Linked DNA regions of Capsicum annuum: all the other regions are linked to region 3. The links are chromatin contacts, called in public Hi-C maps. All regions are on one chromosome and are shown on one strand. The core of a region is the stretch at or near the end of the contact, and the rest is flanking DNA. Distances in the headings are between cores, read along the strand shown.

Region 1 (3,208 bases), core at 381-2,880, 240 kb before region 3:
CAATCAGCTAGGCCAATCATCTCACGCACAAAACCTTGCTTTCTAGTGTCCTCAAGGTAACATTTTGCTTTACCTTTCTGTTGTTGTGGTGGGGTTGGTATAAAAGCATAACATAATAAAAGGTTAATATTTACATAAACTGCATTTCTTTTCAATAAATAGGTGGTGATCTAAAATGCTCTTGTAGTTTATTTACTTTGTCGTTTATCTTCTATCTCATTGTTAGTTTGATGTGTTCACCACAAAGCTCACTTGGAAATGATATATACTCTTGGGTGCTTTAGTCGTCGTTGTTTAACTGGTCCTCGATGTTCTCTCCTTTTTCTTTCTGAAAAATATAGCAATGAGAAGTTGTTGTCTCATATATCATGCATAAAACTGTCAAATCCTATTTTTATTGCCTCTTTAAGATAATCTCTGATAATTTGTCAAATGATTTTATAATGGATGAATGGTTCTATTTTGGCTTGTTGATACCAATTCTGTTAGATTTCTCGTGCAACATGAGTTTTAACAGCGTATTGTGTTTTATATCTGTGATAAGCTAGAACACGTGATCTATTGTTTGCTGAGATTTATTTGCCTAAGAAAGAAATATCTTCTAACACATTTTGTGTGATCTATGGGCTCACTGGAGATTGATATGAATTAGGTCATTTAGCTTTCGTTCTTTTATATTTTGATAGTGAAAATGTGTTCCAGTAATTAATCCTGTTTTAATGTTTCGAAATTATCTCTGTCAGATGATAATGGGATGTGACGAGTCTGGTATGCTTTGTAGTGTTTACCATAAGCTAGTGAAGGAGCTAGGTATTCTAAAGGGGCGTCAGTTGAAGTACGGCTCATAAAAAGATTATACTTTATATAGTGGAATCATATCACATTTATAGATCACAATCTACTTTGTATATATACATATTAATTAAATCTTGAATATTCTTGACGAAATTTTTAGTTTCACCACTGTCGTAGAGGCACATACAAGATTTAAACTCTTTAGATAACCAACCTTTTCAGCAACAATGTTGAGAATCCCACTTCTTCCATCGAAATTCTTCTAGCTGATCAAGTGAAATTTCCAAATGTTATTTCTCAAGACATCTCATTTGATAAAAATATATAAAAGTGTGAAAATTGAGAGTTAAAGATTTAAAAGTAGTACCTGTTATCATTGGAATTTAGGGATTCGAGGAATTCAGGAAGAATATTGGATCCAAGTTTTCTAGGCTTAGGGCAAATAGGTGATACATGATTTGTCTCCGCAACAAATATGTTCTTCAGTAAAGAACGATACATCTATCTCTCTTAATTTGTTTCTCTCTAATTAATTAACATAGAAAAGGGCATTTGTTCTACTAATTAAATGTCATGAGTACGATAAATTGTGACATTTTTTATAACTGGTCCCACAAGAATCTGATATGATTGTTTCTTGCAACATGATGCCAAGAAACAGAGAATCCCAGATGTTGATTGTCTTTGGCATGGTCAGGTGGTGAAAGTTCATTGTGTGGCCCTTTTCTAGACTTGGCCATGTACATGAACTCTCAACAATATTGCTCTTTACTGAGAATCACATCTTTGCTCTTTGATGAATCGGCCTTTGTAGTTTAATTTATTTTTTGCACCCTTTATTCCTCTTTTGATTGGTTGTTGCGCTGGTTGACAGGTCGCTTTTTCTTGCAGATCGTCTGTAACTTATCAGCTAGAAATAGTGCACCAGTGAGCTTTTGAACATTGCAGGTCACATTTTCTCATTCTTTTATTGCAAATCTTGAGATTAGTACTCAGTTTCAAATATGTTCAATGTTTGTTGTGGACTTTAGCCACAATCAGGATAACAGTATAACAAGACAACAGAAAAAAAATGCTTATTAACTACTGTCAACTTAAGCCTCCAAACAATGTCATGTGATATCTAGTACACCTAGCAAAGGGCAAAATGATGATTTTCAGCTCATCACTCTATGAAGTTTATAATTATTTTACAACAGACTCATTCTAACTTCAAATGCAATGCGACAGTTAATATCTTAGTTGGAACTATGACTTATCATCTGATTGAGGACAAGTTGGTTCTCGAACGGCATCATCGTTAAAATGATTGTTACGAAACAAAGAGTTAATTCCCTAAATTGTCATTGAACTTATGTAAATATCCCACTAAAGTAACTATTATTTTTTTTTAGGACAATACTATCATTGAACTATACACATCTTTTCAATAAAAGGTTAAACTAAAAAATATTTAAGGATGTGTTTGGAAAACCACAAACGAATTGAAATTAGATATAATTACACAACTTTATTCTCAATTAGGGATTGAGAATTGGGTGCAATTACGTGATGTAATTACAAGGTTACATTTTATTTATATTTTTGTATTTTAATTTTTTTTTTAAATTTGATTTGCATTATTCATCTTTATCTCTTTTCTTCTCATTTCCAACCTTTACTTCTTATGATTAAATATAATTACTCATATTTTTTTTATTTTCTTCATTAACATATAATTACCTTATTATTCTAGTGTTAGAATTAAAGTAGAATTTCGTTATTGAATGAGATTATAAACTTATAATTTTCTTTCTTTTGAATTATATTACTTCTTGAAATTTTATATAAGAGTGTTATGCTTTTTTCTTGGATTTTGACAATTTGAGTCTGGACTTAACACAAACTTCGTGAAACTTATGTAAATATCCCACTAAAGTAATTTTTGTTTCTTTTAAGACAATATTGTCAGTGAACTATGCACATCTTTCCAATATAAGGTGAAGCTAAAAATAGTTAAGAACATATTTGAAAAGCTACAACAGAATTGAAATTATATATAATTAGACAGTTTGCCATAACATGCAATATGAAATAACAAGTCTATATTACTAAAACAAATAAATCAAAACATAAAACATAACATAAATTCAAAATCCAAGAAAAAAGCATAATACTCTTATATAAAATTTCTAGAAGTAAATATAATTCAAAAGAAGGAAAACTATAAGTCTATAATCTCATTCAATAACAAAATTCTACTTTAATTCAAATACTAGAATAATAAGATAATTATATGTTAATGAAGAAAAAAAAATACGAGTAATTATATTTAATCATAAGAAGTAAAGGTTGGAAAATGAGAAGAAAAGAGATGAAAGATGAATAAAGTAAATTAAAAAAAAATTAAAAAAATAATATAAATAAAAAAGAA
Region 2 (3,185 bases), core at 302-2,801, 140 kb after region 3:
TGGGTCATGCTCCTCTAATTTTTCTATATTATAGAAAATGTGGTTTCAACATGGTAGCTTTTTGTCTTTAAATTCATACTTAAGGGTATTAAAGTCATCACAATAAATTATAAGCTCAATTCAATTATTTTTTGTGCTTTGATTTTGGAACCTCATCAAAAGTTCGAATAAAAGTCCATATTTTTCTCTTTAATTACAAGCAATGCAATGTACAAAATTTACCATAATACCACCACACACTGCCTTGCATATCTTTGTACATATGTAGGCCTTCTATCTTCCATTTATTTTTCAATCTTATTTATCTTTTTTATGTATAAAATTGTTTCAAATATATTTAAGTAAATTTATTAGTAGGATGATAATTTATTGTAAAAATTAATTATAATTGATGCAATTAAATAAATTTTATTCTTTATTTAATTTCATATCAAATATATAATTTACTTTCTTTCTTATTTGTTACTACAACTTCACCTAATTTAATTTTTTCCTAATATATTCAATCGTAATTTTACTATATCACCTCTAATTAATTATTATGGTCATCTAAGTATCATGTCACTTAAATTGGAGTAAAAAAAGTTTTACACACTAATTAAAAATTAAATTATTTAAAAAAATATAATTGACTATTAATGACATAAAACTTTAGACAAGGAAAATAGCATATATTTTTAAAAAATTACATAAAAAATATTATAAATTACAACAATTAAAAACTTAAAATATCTAAAAATAATTTGATATATTATATATTTTTAAAAAATACTATAAATCACAATAATTAATAACTTAAAAATTTAAACGATATAAATATTTGATTGACTCTCGATCCCGGATGAATCTTAGGATATATATGCAATCCATCTTTTTTTAAAATTTTTGTTTAAATATATCAAAATTGAAAATGCAAGTTCTAATATAGTACATCAAACAGTATATAAGAAATAATGTAAGCATAAATAATACCAATATTATTAATACAAATATTATTAATGCAAATATTATTAATACATTCTATCAACATTATTTTTATACACTCTAACAAACGACTTCACATTTGAAAGGAAGGAGAATATACAAAAACAAAGTTCAATAAAATATCTACATAAGTATGTTTTATTCTGTTCTTAAAGTCAAATAATTTAAATTAATATGAAAGATAGTTCTATATAATTTTTGAAACACTTAAAATTTAAATTTAAAATATTAATTTAGTGAATACAGTGCGGATTATTAACTGCAAGTGATGTAATATGTAATGACTAGATAACCCTTTATTTTTTTCAACAATTATTCTCTATTTTATACAACATATTTTCTACTTAATGTAGCAAATCTTAATCATATAATAAAATATATAGACTTCTATATACATCGAATTTTATTATTTATATGAGTAAGTTATACATAACTATCTTGTAAGACTTGACTCCTTGAAAAATATTACTAAGCAGTTAATATATTTTATCTATTCATAATTCAAACTAATATCAATTTAACTTACTATATATAATAAAAATATCTTAACGTTAGGTCCGTGCTGACACGTTCATACTCCTCTAGTTATAATACATTCACTGGTTAATTAATTAAAGTTAAACAATAAGAGAAGGTGTCACCATCACTTACCCACCATTCACCAACACCAACGGTGTTTCTATATAGCTTCAAGATCTGCAACAAACTCCATAACTAATAAAAAAAATAAAACATCAAAAATGGAGTATGAGGGAATTCTTTTGGGTATGGGTAATCCATTGCTCGATATCTCTGCTGTTGTCGATCAAGATTTCCTAAACAAGTAAGTTATCATATTTTTTATTATAATCACAGTGTCCGGATCAGCTTGCACACATTTCCATTAATTCCATCACATTTTTTTCCGCACATTTTTAGCTAATTAAAAACGTTTAATTTTGTGTTTTATTAGTTTGATTTCACAGATCATGATCCTAGATATTTATTTATATACTTTACACTTATTGTTATATTTCGATTTTCAATCTTCGTATTCCTGATATGCTTTCTCCGTTCCAAAATAAGTGGTGTTTTAATCGTTTTATTTTGTTTCAAAGTGGTACTTTAGATAATTAAAAAGATATTAATGATGTTCTTCCAATTTTTCTTTTTAAATACTCCTCTCAAATTACCATCCCAAATTGAGATGGCACATTGAGTAAGAAAAATAATTAATCACTTGGTTAGTTTATCATAGTGCTCCTATGATATTTACATTATTAATCACTTGGTTAGTTTATCATAGTGCTCCTATGATATTTACATTTTAATTTGAAGAAAAAATAATTAATGCAAAGGATAAAATATGAGAAAACAAATTATCTCTTCTTGATTAATGAAAAAAGACAAGTAAAATAGCAAATCAAATTAGGAAATTTGGGACGGTGGGAGTAAAGAGAATTTTACATAACCGAGAAATTATATTAATGAGGGAGTATTGTCCATTGTTTAGTTTTCAGTTTTCGAGTGAAGTTGTATAATAGTTCGTATAATCATTACTTTTACCTGGATTTGGATACAAAATCATAGTCTTATTTGAATGATATGTTTTTCTTTTTTTCTTTTATACCTTAGGTACGATATCAAGCCGAACAATGCTATTCTCGCTGAGGACAAGCACTTGCCAATGTAAGTTTACAGTATTTCTTTTTATCTTAACTCGTTGTATCTATCCACATTTCATAGCTTAGGATAGGACCCTGTATTTTGTGTTTGTGTAGAGGGTTAAGGGGTAAGAGTGCGTCGGTAACAGTAGGGGAGCGTTCTTTTGTTTGTGTCTGGAGTTTCTTGTTCGGTGGTGTTTGAGTGATGTGTATGATTTCGGATAGATAATTTTTAGTATTATCTTGTGGCTGTAGTGTTTTCTGTATCAGCTAGGGGTGTTAGTTTATTTTGCATACTGTACTAATTTATATGCATTTATGTTTTCTGTTTGTTATACTGTTATCGGTCCTAAGCCGGTGATCTATCGGAAACAGCCTCTCTACTTCACCTGAGGTAGTGGTATGGTTTACGTACACTCTACCCTCCCTAGACCCCACTATGTGGGAATGCACTGGATATGTTGTTGTTGTTGTAGATTCTCAGGCAGTGAACTACAAAATTGTTTTCTTTTTACGGACTGTCATTTGGGTAATGTTATCGGGAGCGGTTGATTGTGA
Region 3 (3,107 bases), core at 162-2,661:
CATTTTCTCAATAATTCGAAGCTACAATTTTATATGAAAATAAAAAATGTTCACTACCTGAGCAATTCTCTCATGTTCACAAACAATATATTCATTCTGAAAGAAAGAACAAAAGTTATGTCCGTCCATATTTGCGCATATGTACAAATGTTTTACGTATATTATTTCTAAACGACATGCCTTTGAATGTATAGTAATTTGGTATGAATAAGTTATACTATATATTTTACCAACCACCAACTTTTGAAAAAGCCCTTTTATTTTTTTGATTGAAAAGAGCCAAATTTTTACTAATATCATCCATTACTCATTTTTCTCTCCCATATTTTTAGTTTCAATTTTAAAATTTACATCCAAATCAGAGCTAGTTTGAGTTTTTAAAGTTGTGAATTTTGGAATTTAAAATGGTCTTTATACATGTACTTTACTCAAAGAAAATTGAAAGTTTTATAAGTGAAAGTCCAGAAATGAAGTCAGTTTTTGAGAACTTGAAAATATTTAGCCAGCTGATCCACCAAAGCTCGGGCCAGACCACAAGGTAAGGTGATTCTCCAAGAGGTTGTTAACACAACTTGAATTCGTGACCTCCTGATCACCTGGAGATAGCTCCACCGGTTATCCCAAGTTTGTTTTTAGAAATGTAAATATTTAAAATTTGGTAAAATTAGATTTTGAAAATGTAATTAATTTTATGACCAAACAAATATTTGAAGATGAATTTAATAATTTAATTCAAACTTTATGAAAATCTAATTAAATTTACGACCAAATAACTATTTGAAGATAAATTTTCATAATTAAATTCAAAATATGAAAATCTAATTAAATTTATGACCAAAAAATATTTGAGAATAAATTTTCATAATCAAATTAATATCTATGAAAAATATAATTAATTTTATGACCAAGCAAATATTTGAAGATAATTTATCATAATCAAATTCAAAATCTATGAAAATTTAATTAATTTTATGACTAAATAAATATTTGAATATAAATTTTTATAATTAAATTTAAAATATATGAAAATTTAATTAATTTATAACCAAACAAATATTTTTGGATGAATTTTAAATCTATTGTCGAACGTTTAATTAGCATCTCAACAACCCAAAAGCACCAAACCTTTCTCCAAAAATCCACCAGGCACCAACCCTTGTTAAAAAGACCTTTCGAAAGTCATGCATCATCTTTTGCCCCCGTTGTCCTCATATCTAAACCGCACATTCCACTTTCCATCAAACGGTCCATATTAATCTTTCTCTATATCCACCTACCAAGAAAATTTTCTCACATATTCCATCAAACGGTCCATATTAATTACATCATTTTAAATGGACCCCTTATCAACTCACCTACCAAAAATTGTACCCATTCCCCCGTCTTATTTATACATCAACTTACATCTTCAATAATCAGGATCTCTCTACCCATCCTCACATTTAATTACATACATTACTCTCTCTTCCAACAATTTCTTCAATCTTTACATTTTCTTGAATCATTTCACCAAAAAATAATCAACCCCTATACATTTTCTTGGACCATTTCACTAAATAACACAACTCCTTTGTATTTTCTTGGAGCTTTTTCTCCAAAAAAAAAACACCCCCTTCACATTTTCTTGACCAAAAAAACAACCCCTTTATATTTTCTTGAATTTTTTCACCAAAAAGACCTCCATTTCATTTTCTTCACCAAAAAACCAACCCCTTAAAATTTTCTTGGAAAAAAAATGGCTGCTGCTATTGAAAATGGTCATCAAGAAATGGAGTATTGCATCAAAGTGGATCCATTGAACTGGGAAATGACAGCAGAGTCATTGAAAGGTAGCCATTTAGACGAAGTAAAGAAAATGGTGGCAGAGTTTAGGAAGCCAATAGTGAAACTTGGTGGTGAAACATTGACAGTTGCACAAGTTGCTTCAATAGCTGCTAAGGGTAATGTTGAAACTGTGAAAGTGGAGTTATCTGAGGATGCAAGAGCTGGTGTTAAAGCTAGTAGTGATTGGGTTATGGAAAGTATGGGTAAAGGGACTGATAGTTATGGTGTTACTACTGGTTTTGGTGCTACTTCTCATAGGAGGACAAAGAATGGTGGTGCTTTACAAAAGGAACTTATTAGGTAAACCATTTTCTATCTAACTTAGCTTTGCTTTTTAGATCATTAATATATGAGATTTATATATTCTGCGTGTGTGTTTCAACCTATGTGAACCTATTTGATTTGTATTCTAGAGTATTGTTGTGTGTAAGTATTATAATCATATAAGTATCATAGCATATTTAATAATTCATCGATTTTAATTTGATTGTTTAGTTTTGATTCGAGATTAAAAAATTATACGTATCTTTTAAATATTGATCTTAAATTAAAAGTATAGTGAATATATCAAAATGAATTTGAATTTTGCAGTGTTACATATGTCACATGAAAAAAAATTAAAATTTAAAAATTATCGAAAAGGAAAAAGATTTTTTCTTTTGCCGGGACTAAAATAGAAAGTACCAGAAATAAATTGAAAGGGAGGGAGCATCATAAATTTCAAATATTTTATTAGCTATTTAGGATTGGTGAGATTAGCTATAAGGTTTGTTTAAAAACTATCTTGTGTGGACATCCTGTTTCTATGAATTTTGTGAGTAGGAATCTATAGCTTGGCCTAGTTTCTGAACAGTAGGAAAAAAGGATGAATAATTCACTGAGGTTTTTGCTAAAAGTTTTGTCTTTAAGAAATAATATTTCCGTCCCAAATTACCCATTCAAATTGAGATGACACAGTGATTAAAAAAATAATTAATAACATACCTAGTTTATTATAGTACCCCTATTAAATGATATTTAAATTTTAATTTGAAGAAAAAATAATTAATGCAAAGGGTAAAATATGAAATTTTTTTTGTCTCTTTTTGATTAACGAAAAAAAGATAAGTAAATGGAAAATAAAATTAAAAAATTTGGGATGAATAATTTGAAACGAAGAAATAGCTGCGTATATATTTTTTAGGAAAAAGTATTTAATGTAGGTATAAGAAAATAGCTGGACTTATGTATGGCAACGAATAAGTGGTACCATCAAAACTGTTATTTGGTGGTCAAGAAATGGA

The links. A called contact is a pair of places that touch in the nucleus more often than the background predicts.
Region 1: a Hi-C map of leaf shows a contact between it and region 3, with 1.9 times the contacts expected there. The contact joins the enhancer-like site here to the promoter of LOC107854291 in region 3. A contact is called at or near these places in 2 of 5 Hi-C or Micro-C datasets (leaf and pericarp).
Region 2: a Hi-C map of leaf shows a contact between it and region 3, with 3 times the contacts expected there. The contact joins the promoter of LOC107854296 here to the promoter of LOC107854291 in region 3. A contact is called at or near these places in 2 of 5 Hi-C or Micro-C datasets (leaf and placenta).

Annotation. Positions count from the first base shown.
Region 1 is chr10:185,081,636-185,084,843 of UCD10Xv1.1, forward strand. No RefSeq gene overlaps it. Among protein-coding and RNA genes, the nearest start is that of LOC107843343, 160 kb to the left of the region's middle. Within about 2 kb of position 1,631, at least 2 of the 5 cell types and tissues checked have an H3K27ac peak or open chromatin away from gene starts, as enhancers often do. A contact at or near this core is called in leaf, where this site is marked.
Region 2 is chr10:185,459,061-185,462,245 of UCD10Xv1.1, forward strand. It overlaps LOC107854296 (adenosine kinase 2), which reads left to right and starts at 1,552. Exons shown (of 12, transcript XM_016699304.2): 1 at 1,552-1,807; 2 at 2,599-2,652. The coding sequence starts at 1,725.
Region 3 is chr10:185,317,406-185,320,512 of UCD10Xv1.1, forward strand. It overlaps LOC107854291 (phenylalanine ammonia-lyase), which reads left to right and starts at 1,412. Exons shown (of 2, transcript XM_016699298.2): 1 at 1,412-2,124. The coding sequence starts at 1,736.